Regions from separate parts of the Gossypium hirsutum genome. Here region 1 is linked to region 2. Evidence: chromatin contacts called from public Hi-C data. All regions are on one chromosome and are shown on one strand. Each heading gives the region's core, a stretch centred on a gene start, on an enhancer-like site or on the middle of the called end of the contact. The rest is flanking DNA. Distances are from core to core; before and after follow the strand shown.

Region 1 (4,836 bases), core at 1,063-3,562, 150 kb after region 2:
GAAGGATTATTTGCCTAAACTGGGCCAGGAGATTAGCATGGCTTTCTTGATCTGGACTGTATAGGAGAATATCATCTATGTAGATCAAGGCTTGATCCATGATGGGCTGGAAGATTTTTATCATGGCCTTTTAAAATAGTGATTGAGAAATTTTAAGTCCAAAAGGCATAACTGTCCACTGAAAATGTTTGTTTGGGATGCAGAATCCCGTCTTAGTCTTGTCTTCTGGATCTATACCCAACTGCCAAAATCTTGCTTTTAGATCAAACTTAGAAAAAAACTTGGGCTTTCGCGAGGCTTGAAAATATAGAGTTTCTGTTGGGCAAAAGGAACTTGCTGCCTTGTAGAAAATGATTAAGAGGCTGGTAGTTGATTACCAGCCTTAATTTTCCTCTGGCTTGTTCTGACTTTTTGTTGACATGGAGGCTTCAATCAATCCTTCCTTCTGTAACTGCTGGCATTCTTCTTCAGCTAGCTTTAAATGTTCTGGGTTCATTTCCATATGACTAGCTTTGGTAGGGTTAATATCTTCATTCTTCTTAAAAGAGAGTTTGATGAAAAATTCAAAATTTTTCCACAAAGGGTTCTGCATTTTTGTAAGAACTCTAACTAGGACTTCGCACATGATTTTTCTTTTAGTTCTTCCACAACTTCCTGGATTTTCTCCGAATAAACTGTAAACAATTTAGGGATCTAGACATAGGGTTTAAACATTTGTTTATACCTTAGTCTTTCTGGTAGAATTCTTAATTGTTTAGCTTTTGTATAAATATCAAAGCCAACAATAAGATCTTTACCAGGAAGTTTTGACCCAAAAACTGTAGTAGTAACGGAACATCTGGGGAAAAACTGAATTTTGATAGGCTTACTTATCCAGTGTGTTGCAAAAACTTTGTTTGCTGCTGAGTTAAAGTATCGGGTATGAGGTTCCCATCATTCTGCTGGTAAAACTTCTAGATTCATGATTGTTTCTGCTACTCCAGTATCAATAAAAGCAATTATAGTAATAGGTTTACTGTATTTACTTAAGTAGATTGAAACTGGAATATGTGGTATCGAAACTGGAGAGGTTGAAAGAATTTGAGAGTTTGATAGGATCTGGGACTGCATCATGAATATCTCACTTGATGAAGTTTTAGATTCACTGTAATCAATACTCTAGATTGCACATAATGATTTCTCATTAGGCTCATCATCAATAGAAAATATTGATTCAAGATCATCTTCCTCATCAATCTTGATTCCAGATTTTTGTTGTATTTGCTGGATCATCTTTGTCCCATGTTTGTTGTTTGGCCATGACTTTGCAAAATGACCCTTTTGGTTGCAAATGTAGCAACGGGTAGATTTAGCTCCTCTAGGGAACCTTTTCTTCTTCTTGAGATATCTCTATTTGTATCTTCCTTTTCTGGACATCTTTGGAAAAAATCTCTTTATCCTCTTGAAATGTTTTTTCTTCTTGGTAGGACAATAACACGAGTTGTCCTTACCACACTTGATTTTAAGATGTGATTCATTGCAGGCTTTATCTAATCTTCTGTCACCATGGAGATAGTCTTTGAAGACTTTTCTTCTGTTACATAAGTCTTCTAGGGCAATATATGTTTCCTGCTGGATCTCTCCCATGGTAAGATAAAGAATATTCTTGTTCTGCCAGTAAAGATTTTGATTTATTGCTACTTGAAGCGGATCCGGAATGGATGCAACAACTGCTTGCTTTAGACTAGGATCTAATCCAAGAGCACAAAAAAGCTTTGTCATTGCATAAAAATGCCTTCACAAATCTTTTTTTCTTGTAGGAACAACATCTTCTTTTGAAAAATTCTCTTCTTTTGAAAAATTCTCTTCTTTTTAGAGTTAACAAATCATCAGGATTTCCAATAAAATGATTATGGATAATCCTAATTGCTTGTGATAAATCTGTTAACACTAAAAATTGCATCTGGTTTGTCTGGTAAAGTTAAAGTAGTGCTATTGGACTCTTAGGTGGCACCCATAATTTTTTTTTTGTATTATTTTTCTTCAATGCACATTCGAAAATACAAGTATTTTTAAAAAAATTGAAAAATGAGGATAGTATCATCAATTTATCAGGCGACACGGATAAATACGTTAGATTTCATATCATAATTAATTGTTGTTGCATACTATTTATGTAATTAATTAATTTTTAATTTTTTTATAATAAAAAAAGCCTGGAATTTCGTAATGAATGCTAAGCATATTAAAAAACAAAAAAGCAGCTAAAACGTAGTCGTTTAGTAAATATCAGCATTGAAACCCCATTATCATTTGATTTAATTTTTGTTTTTGTTGTTATCCATCCAGTCCAGTCCACACTTATGGCAGCCTCGGTGGTTCCACCAATGCTTCTCTCTGCAATAACATCCCAACTCCCTCTTTCCCCGCCTAACTCCTCCACCAACCAAACCCTTCCACGTGCCCCCCTCTACCACCTCTCCTCTTCCTCTCTTCCCAAGCCCCCTCTCAAACACCTCAACCTCAACTCCACCTCCCTCCACCACGTCTCCGCCCCCACCCTCTCCGACGACGATGAATCCCCCCAAGCCCAACCCGCCATGGTCTCCTCCGCCTCTGCCATCTCCGCTGCCATCCGTAAAGCCTCCACCTCCCCCGTCGACTTCACTCAAAGAATCGAGAAAAACGACCACCGCAACCACAAATTAATCATGCCTACCCCCGACTTCCAGCGCCTCTGCCTCGAACAACTCGACCTCTTTCGCCGTATCGTTGACCCCGACGCTGTTCTCTCCGTTTATGTCAGGCCGGCCGGTAGTTACGTCATGGACCAGCTGGAGTTACGTCGAGTTACCTCGTATCCGGGAGTCGAAGCCGCCGACATTTTGTTTTTAGTTGGAAACTTCACTGTCCCCGCAGGACTGCGTGCCGCTGAAGCGGCGCTTTCAAGTCAACAAATGGAGGTTGTGGGGGAGCATAGAGCGGTGGTATTTCCTATGGTGAAGCAGCCGTTCGTGGTGGGCTTCTTGGTGGCGGAGCTCCCGGGGATGGAGAAGGTGCCGCAGGGGAGTGAAAGTGGGGACATGGTTCGTTTTCCGACTCCTGAGGAGGCTTACGCGTTGTCTTCTCCTTCTCCAGGACTGGGTTTGAAAAAATCGTGGGAAATTCAGTCTCTTGAGAATGAAGCCATGAGGCAAAATGACATCTTTACTGTTGACGAGAGATCCAATGCCATCAATATATCTCGAACTTTAGCAGTGGCTTATGTTATGGATCAGGTTAGTCACTCACGTCTTATTTCTTCTTATCTTTATACTACCAATAATTTATACAAATGCTCCATTGCCATTATCAAGCGAAAAAAGGATTTAGCTTTGCCATGTTATGTTGTATGTATGTAGGAACTTAATGTGATTTTACTTGTGTGTCATGAGTCAATGCAGCTTTTATATTAACCGTATTTCTTCCGTAGAAAGCTATTTTACTACAGCAATCGACATGGCAAAACAATGTCAGAATGGGTGCTCTGGTTGAGCAGGTATAATGTGTTGCCTGCTGTACATACATTTCCTTCTTCCTTTTTTTTTATTGTTCAAGTTATTATGGTTTTTCCTTTAAATTTCAAAATTTTCTTACAGATTCGCGGTCCTCTTTCCAGCATTAGGACGTTAAGTAAAATGCTATCCACTCATGTCAAAGAACATGAGGTTAGTTCTTGAACCATCTGAAAAAATGTTGATCCTACTTTTCGGTTTTAAGTGTTTCATTCTGCAATTCTTTCGACTATTACATATTTAATTAAGGAAAGCATACTCTTGTAGATTTCTCACGACATTGTTGAAGACATATTGGTGCAAGGTGACTGTATCAGCGGCACCCTTCAAGAGCTACAAGATGCTGTTTACTTGACAAAGGTCATTTTCCTCTCAAAGCATGTAGAGATACACACATTAAGACTGTTGCTGCTTCTTCTCCTTTTCATTTTTCTTCTTTTGACGATTCAGAATGTCTTTCTTTCTTTTGGTTGATGTGATACAATAGCTCTCTGTTATGTCTTTCTGTTCCCAGCTAGTTTCATTCTTGGTATTAAAAGTTTCCCTTTTCTAGTCATCTTCACGCCCATATCTGATTTTCCTATCTGACTTGTTTTTAGGCTAATATAATGCGCTACAATGAAGGATCTTTGAAAAAGATGCGTAATTCAACTCATTCGCACCCTGAGTCACTAAGATCTCAATTATCAGATGATTTCTCCAGGGATAGGTCTGGCAATAGGTCAGAAACCTCTGGTTTACTACTATCCCTAAGTACTACAGACAAGGATTTAGAGATGCCAATGCCACCTCTGGCTCTTGCTCCATTACAAGAACACGGAATCAGGTATGCAATTCCCTTCTGGTACTTGAGTTCATCTCCTCATAAAATAAAATAAAACCAAATTATGTGTTCAATCATATCAATTAAATTCCAGTTGCAGACTCCTCTTTTACGGTTCAAATTTGATGTTAAACCTCATGTAGAAAATTGTTTATGATGCTAATTGTTGGAGAGTGTATAGATTACATAGCCTGAACTTGTGCTGTGAGCCTAGGTTGTAGTCTAAAGCTGAATATAGGCTAAACTGCTTATCTTTCCTCTAAATAGCCTTGATAATAAATCACTTGGTTACTTTTCAATTGAATGCAATCCAGCCCCGCCTCTTATTAAACATGCAATATATTTCTACTGTTGATTTCTTTTAGCAGCGTTATTATAAGTTTGATTATGTTTGTTCTTTTCTCAGGAAGTCCTGCAATATTTCTGATGTACTCACTGATTTAGTTGATGCCGCAAGACCTCTTGCACATAAGCAGCAAC
Region 2 (4,619 bases), core at 48-2,547:
TTTACTTTATTTCTTTTTTTAATTTTTGGTTTCTTTCCAAATTGCTTTCTCTTAGATTGTTAAAGTTTTAACAGAATTGATGTCATAACTTATCACCAAAAAATAAAATAAAAATATTTAAATTCATAAAAAAAATTACTATGCATGTTATCACATCAATATTATTAAAATTGTAATTGTTTAATCATTTTTCATTAAAAAAATTAGTTTGATTAAACTAAAAGTTGAAAGTAATGTGTACCATCAAATAAGTAGACATTACAGATTATATTTATCATATTTATATATAATATTCACAATCAGGGATGAAATTAGAATTTTTGTTTTATAAAGGTCGAAATTAAATTTTAATTTTTACAATGATAAAAATATAATTTATTATTTTAATATTTTATATCTTTATAATTTTTAAAAGATTAAATTAATTTTTTATATTTTTAAAAAGGACCAAAATATGATTTTATCTTTATTAATTTAAAATTTAAAAAATTTAAATGAAAAATTTTCCGGGCATATCAGCGCCCGAGTTTCGGCCCTGATTCACAACCTTTGGTCCGGTGTTCATATTTAACATATCGATGAGGAGAAACCCATAAATCATCAACCTTAGCTTAAAGACAGTTTTTCTTGTATTGTTTCAACCATTATTTCCCTTTTAAGAACTGTTTATCATGAATGCCTTCAATAAAATTACTGCTAAATTTATTGCCATCAGATAAGGCAAATTAATGTATGGCGGAAAAAGTTACTTAAATATCTTTAAATTATGAATTTTATTCTAAATTCATTTTAACCTTTAAAACATTCTATTTTTATTTTCAAACATGTATTTCTTTTATTAAAACTTTTAAAAATAAAATATAAGGAAAAATTAATATTGTAGAAATAAATAAGTAAAAATCTTAATTTTGAGATTTTCAAAAGTTATCATTCATTCTTTTTTTCCTTTAATTTTTTTTTAATTTTTAATTTTAAAAATTATGTAGTAACATTTATTTTTCTTTAAAATTTTTATTTTAAATCATGTCACATAAAATTTTATGTGTCATTTATGGCTAAATTAATATTTTCAATAATGGAAAGACTTGATTTATATAACATTCATAGTGGAGTATTCTTGTTTTTGATCCGGGTATTTTTATATTTTTTATTAAAAGTAATATTTAAGCTATAAATTATGTTTAAAGAATACAATGTTAATTCGTACTATGTTGATAAAAAAAATTACTAGTGTAAATGAAAAATTGGAAAAGGTTATATAATTTAAAGATTAGTTATCCCTGTAAGTCTGTATAAAAAAATTATACATGTAAGTCAAATTTTAAGAGATTATGAAATCAGTAAAATATTTGGTGAAGGAAAATCGTAACAAATGTAACAAAATCATAGTTGATCCCAAGCTGTTAAACTTTTATAAGTAGGCATCAACTCTTCACTGAGTTTCTCCTCAGTTGCATACTTAAACTCTCCCTTACAGCAGTTTTGGATAACTCTTACTTTCTCCCTACTCCATGGCCTTTGGTCTATCTTCCATTTTTGTTATCACGATCTTTGCTATCTCCTTTACGAACCTTGCATCAGTGTCGTTGGTGCTCGCTAGAAAGCCATGTCGATTCCCTGCAATATTCAACTTTGGTGACTCAAACTCCGACACTGGAGGCTTGTCAGCAGCATTTGGCCAAGCTCCTCCTCCCAATGGGTTCTCTTACTTTGGCGCCCCCGCTGGCCGCTACACCGATGGTCGCCTTTTGATCGACTTCATAGGTACTCTTTTTACACCCCCACCTTACTAAAGTCTGATACTTTCCCCGTAACACAAAAATGTCAAAATCTATCAGAAATTGCATGACTGCAGTCTAAACGTTGAAGTTTGTATGATATTACCCTGAACTTGTTTTAAGTTTTTTGGGGTCATTTTTCAATATGTTTGGATTAAATCATGAAACCACGATATCAAAGATTGTTTTAGCTGCATATAATTTACTTTATCATTCATCGGTCATATTAGTCAGCATTATCTGTGATTATTCCTCATAATTGTCCTTTCTTGAGAGGAATTAATTACTGATGTTTGTTACGAAAAATCTTTTTCTAATGATTTTCAAATTGATACCCACGATCAGTGATTACAGATTCTTTGGTAAAGTTAAAAAAAAATGATTCTATTCATCTGAAAATTTATGAGAATTCTCTTAATCAGATTGTTCGGAGTCTCTTACAAGAAAGCATTGGTGACTATTACTAATTTAATCATGGCTAGTTATAATTATTTTCTTTATTTACCAAAAAAAAAATTGATATCCACAGATCCAATCCGGGAATATTAATGATGCAATTGAGTATGACAATGGTTCTATTAGTATATAGTTCATCATAAAATTATTGGCATCCACCGATGCTAGTTTTACTGGCATGAGAAAAAACAGACCATCTAAAACAGCCATTGATGTCCCTGTCTAAGATGTCCTTCCCTGGTCCCATTTTTCAGACTCCGATCTCCATAAAAAGGTGTAGCACGCGCAAATTGGATCTTATCAAATACAAGCAGATAAAAAGAAGTGTGTTTGGGAGCATGGGCCTTTGTTGTCTTGTTTCGATTTCAATTATTGTAATGCGTGAAGAAAATTGCCTTTTTCTCTTTGATTATGATTGATAACAGATAAAACTTAAAAATATCAAACCAAGAAAACACCTAAAGAATCTCAAAGGCTAAAGGGGTTTTGATCTTATTTACTTTTTCAGCCGAGAGCCTTGGGTTGCCATATCTAAGTGCATTTCTTGACTCTGTGGGGACTAACTTTAGCCATGGAGCTAACTTTGCCACTGCTGGATCCACCATTAGACCTCAAAACACAACTCTGCAACAAAGCGGGTTCAGCCCTATCTCTTTGAACGTTCAATTTTACGAGTTCAATGATTTCCATGCAAGGACACAAGTTGTACGTAAAAGAGGTAATCTTTTAATTACTACATTCCATTTACCTTATTTCTCAATTTCTGCCAAGAAAACACACACCCAATTTCTCCTGTTGTGCAGGTGGAGTTTTTGAAATCTTAATGCCAAAGAAAGAACACTTCTCAAATGCCTTATACACCTTTGACATCGGCCAAAATGATCTCACTGCGGGTTATTTCTCAAACATGTCTACTGATGACGTTAAAACCTATGTTCCCGATGTGCTTAATCAGTTCCAGACTATAATTCAGGCCAGTAAAGCTAACCTAATATTCGATTAATCATTAATCGTTGAATCAAATGTTTGAATATAACTTAGCATTGATTATTACTTTGAAACCTGAAATTGTGCAGTATATATATAACCAAGGAGGGAGATACTTTTGGATACACAATACAGGTCCTGTTGGGTGTTTACCATATGTAATGGAGCGTATCCCGGTCTTAGCAGGTCAAATTGATGACTATGGATGCGCCTCTCCGTTCAATGAAGTTGCTCAGTTTTTCAACCGTGGATTGAAAAAGATTGTGGAACAGTTACGCAAAAATTTGCCCCATGCTGCAATCACTTACGTTGATGTCTACTCAGTGAAATACTCCCTAATTAGCCAAGGAAGAAAGCATGGTGAGTGAGTCCCATTATGAAACAACTAAAAACTTCATGACAAATACAGGGTTGAAGTATTCATAGAAGGTTCTGGATTTGACAATTGGATTGGATTGATATGAAAAAAATTGCAGGGTTCAAGCACCCTCTTAGAACATGCTGTGGCCATGGTGGGAAGTACAATTATAACAAGAACTTGGGGTGTGGAGCAAAGGTTAACAAACATGGGAAAGAAGTGTTGGTGGGAGCTCCTTGCAAAGATCCTTGGACTTACGTAAACTGGGACGGGGTTCATTTCACTGAAGCTGCTAATAAGTACATATTTGAACGTATTGTTGATGGTTCACTTTCAGACCCTCCAACACCATTAAACATGGCTTGCTATAGGAATTAAGCTAGGAAGGGGAACGCAAGTCTTTTTAGATTTTTAGTTGTCTATTTTTGTTCGTTTTTTAATGGATTAAGCAAGTTCTATGTCATTCTTAAGTTGGGATCTCTTTAGTTTGATTATGGATTATAAAATGATAAACTTGGTATAATTTTATCTTTAAATTAAAATTTAATTAGGTTTTTTTTTTGTTTATTTCTTTATGGCATTAAATGATCAACTTAATTATTAAAGTAAAAATTTCCTTAATTATTTTTACTAAATTAAATATCGACTACCTTTTAAAAATTAATTACCTAATCGCATGAAACTTTATAGCTTATATTTTACCAAATAATGTTCCACTTTTTTTAAATGTATTTTTCTATTAAAAGTATAAATACTTAATCCCATATTAAAGTGTATTATTTTTATTTTTATTTTTACTTAGGGAATTAGTCACCGTAGTTAATGATGGATAGCCTAATTTCAATAATATATATAGAGAGAGTTGAGTGCCCTAACTACAAAAGGACGGAATTGTTTGTCCGTTTAAGGTTTGATTATGTTACCAACACAACAAGCAAAGGTTTATAATCAAATTTCAATTTGGTTAACACTTTATTTAGCATTACTTTTGAAAAGTACTTTTAAGCCCCAAAAGTACATTTAGAACTATAAATAAGGCT

What was found. A called contact is a pair of places that touch in the nucleus more often than the background predicts.
Region 1: a contact with region 2 is called in a Hi-C map of hypocotyl, with 1.8 times the contacts expected there. The contact joins the promoter of LOC107909711 here to the promoter of LOC107909716 in region 2. A contact is called at or near these places in 5 of 34 Hi-C or Micro-C datasets (callus, cotyledon, hypocotyl and 2 more).

What each region holds. Positions count from the first base shown.
Region 1 is chrD02:59,818,167-59,823,002 of Gossypium_hirsutum_v2.1, forward strand. LOC107909711 (chloroplast sensor kinase, chloroplastic) reads left to right here and starts at 2,313. Exons shown (of 7, transcript XM_016837342.2): 1 at 2,313-3,257; 2 at 3,452-3,517; 3 at 3,618-3,686; 4 at 3,801-3,893; 5 at 4,133-4,359; 6 at 4,763-4,836. The coding sequence starts at 2,343.
Region 2 is chrD02:59,664,901-59,669,519 of Gossypium_hirsutum_v2.1, forward strand. LOC107909716 (alpha-L-fucosidase 3) reads left to right here and starts at 1,298. Exons shown (of 5, transcript XM_016837348.2): 1 at 1,298-1,764; 2 at 2,743-2,952; 3 at 3,038-3,207; 4 at 3,311-3,581; 5 at 3,698-4,102. The coding sequence starts at 1,512. The coding sequence ends at 3,957.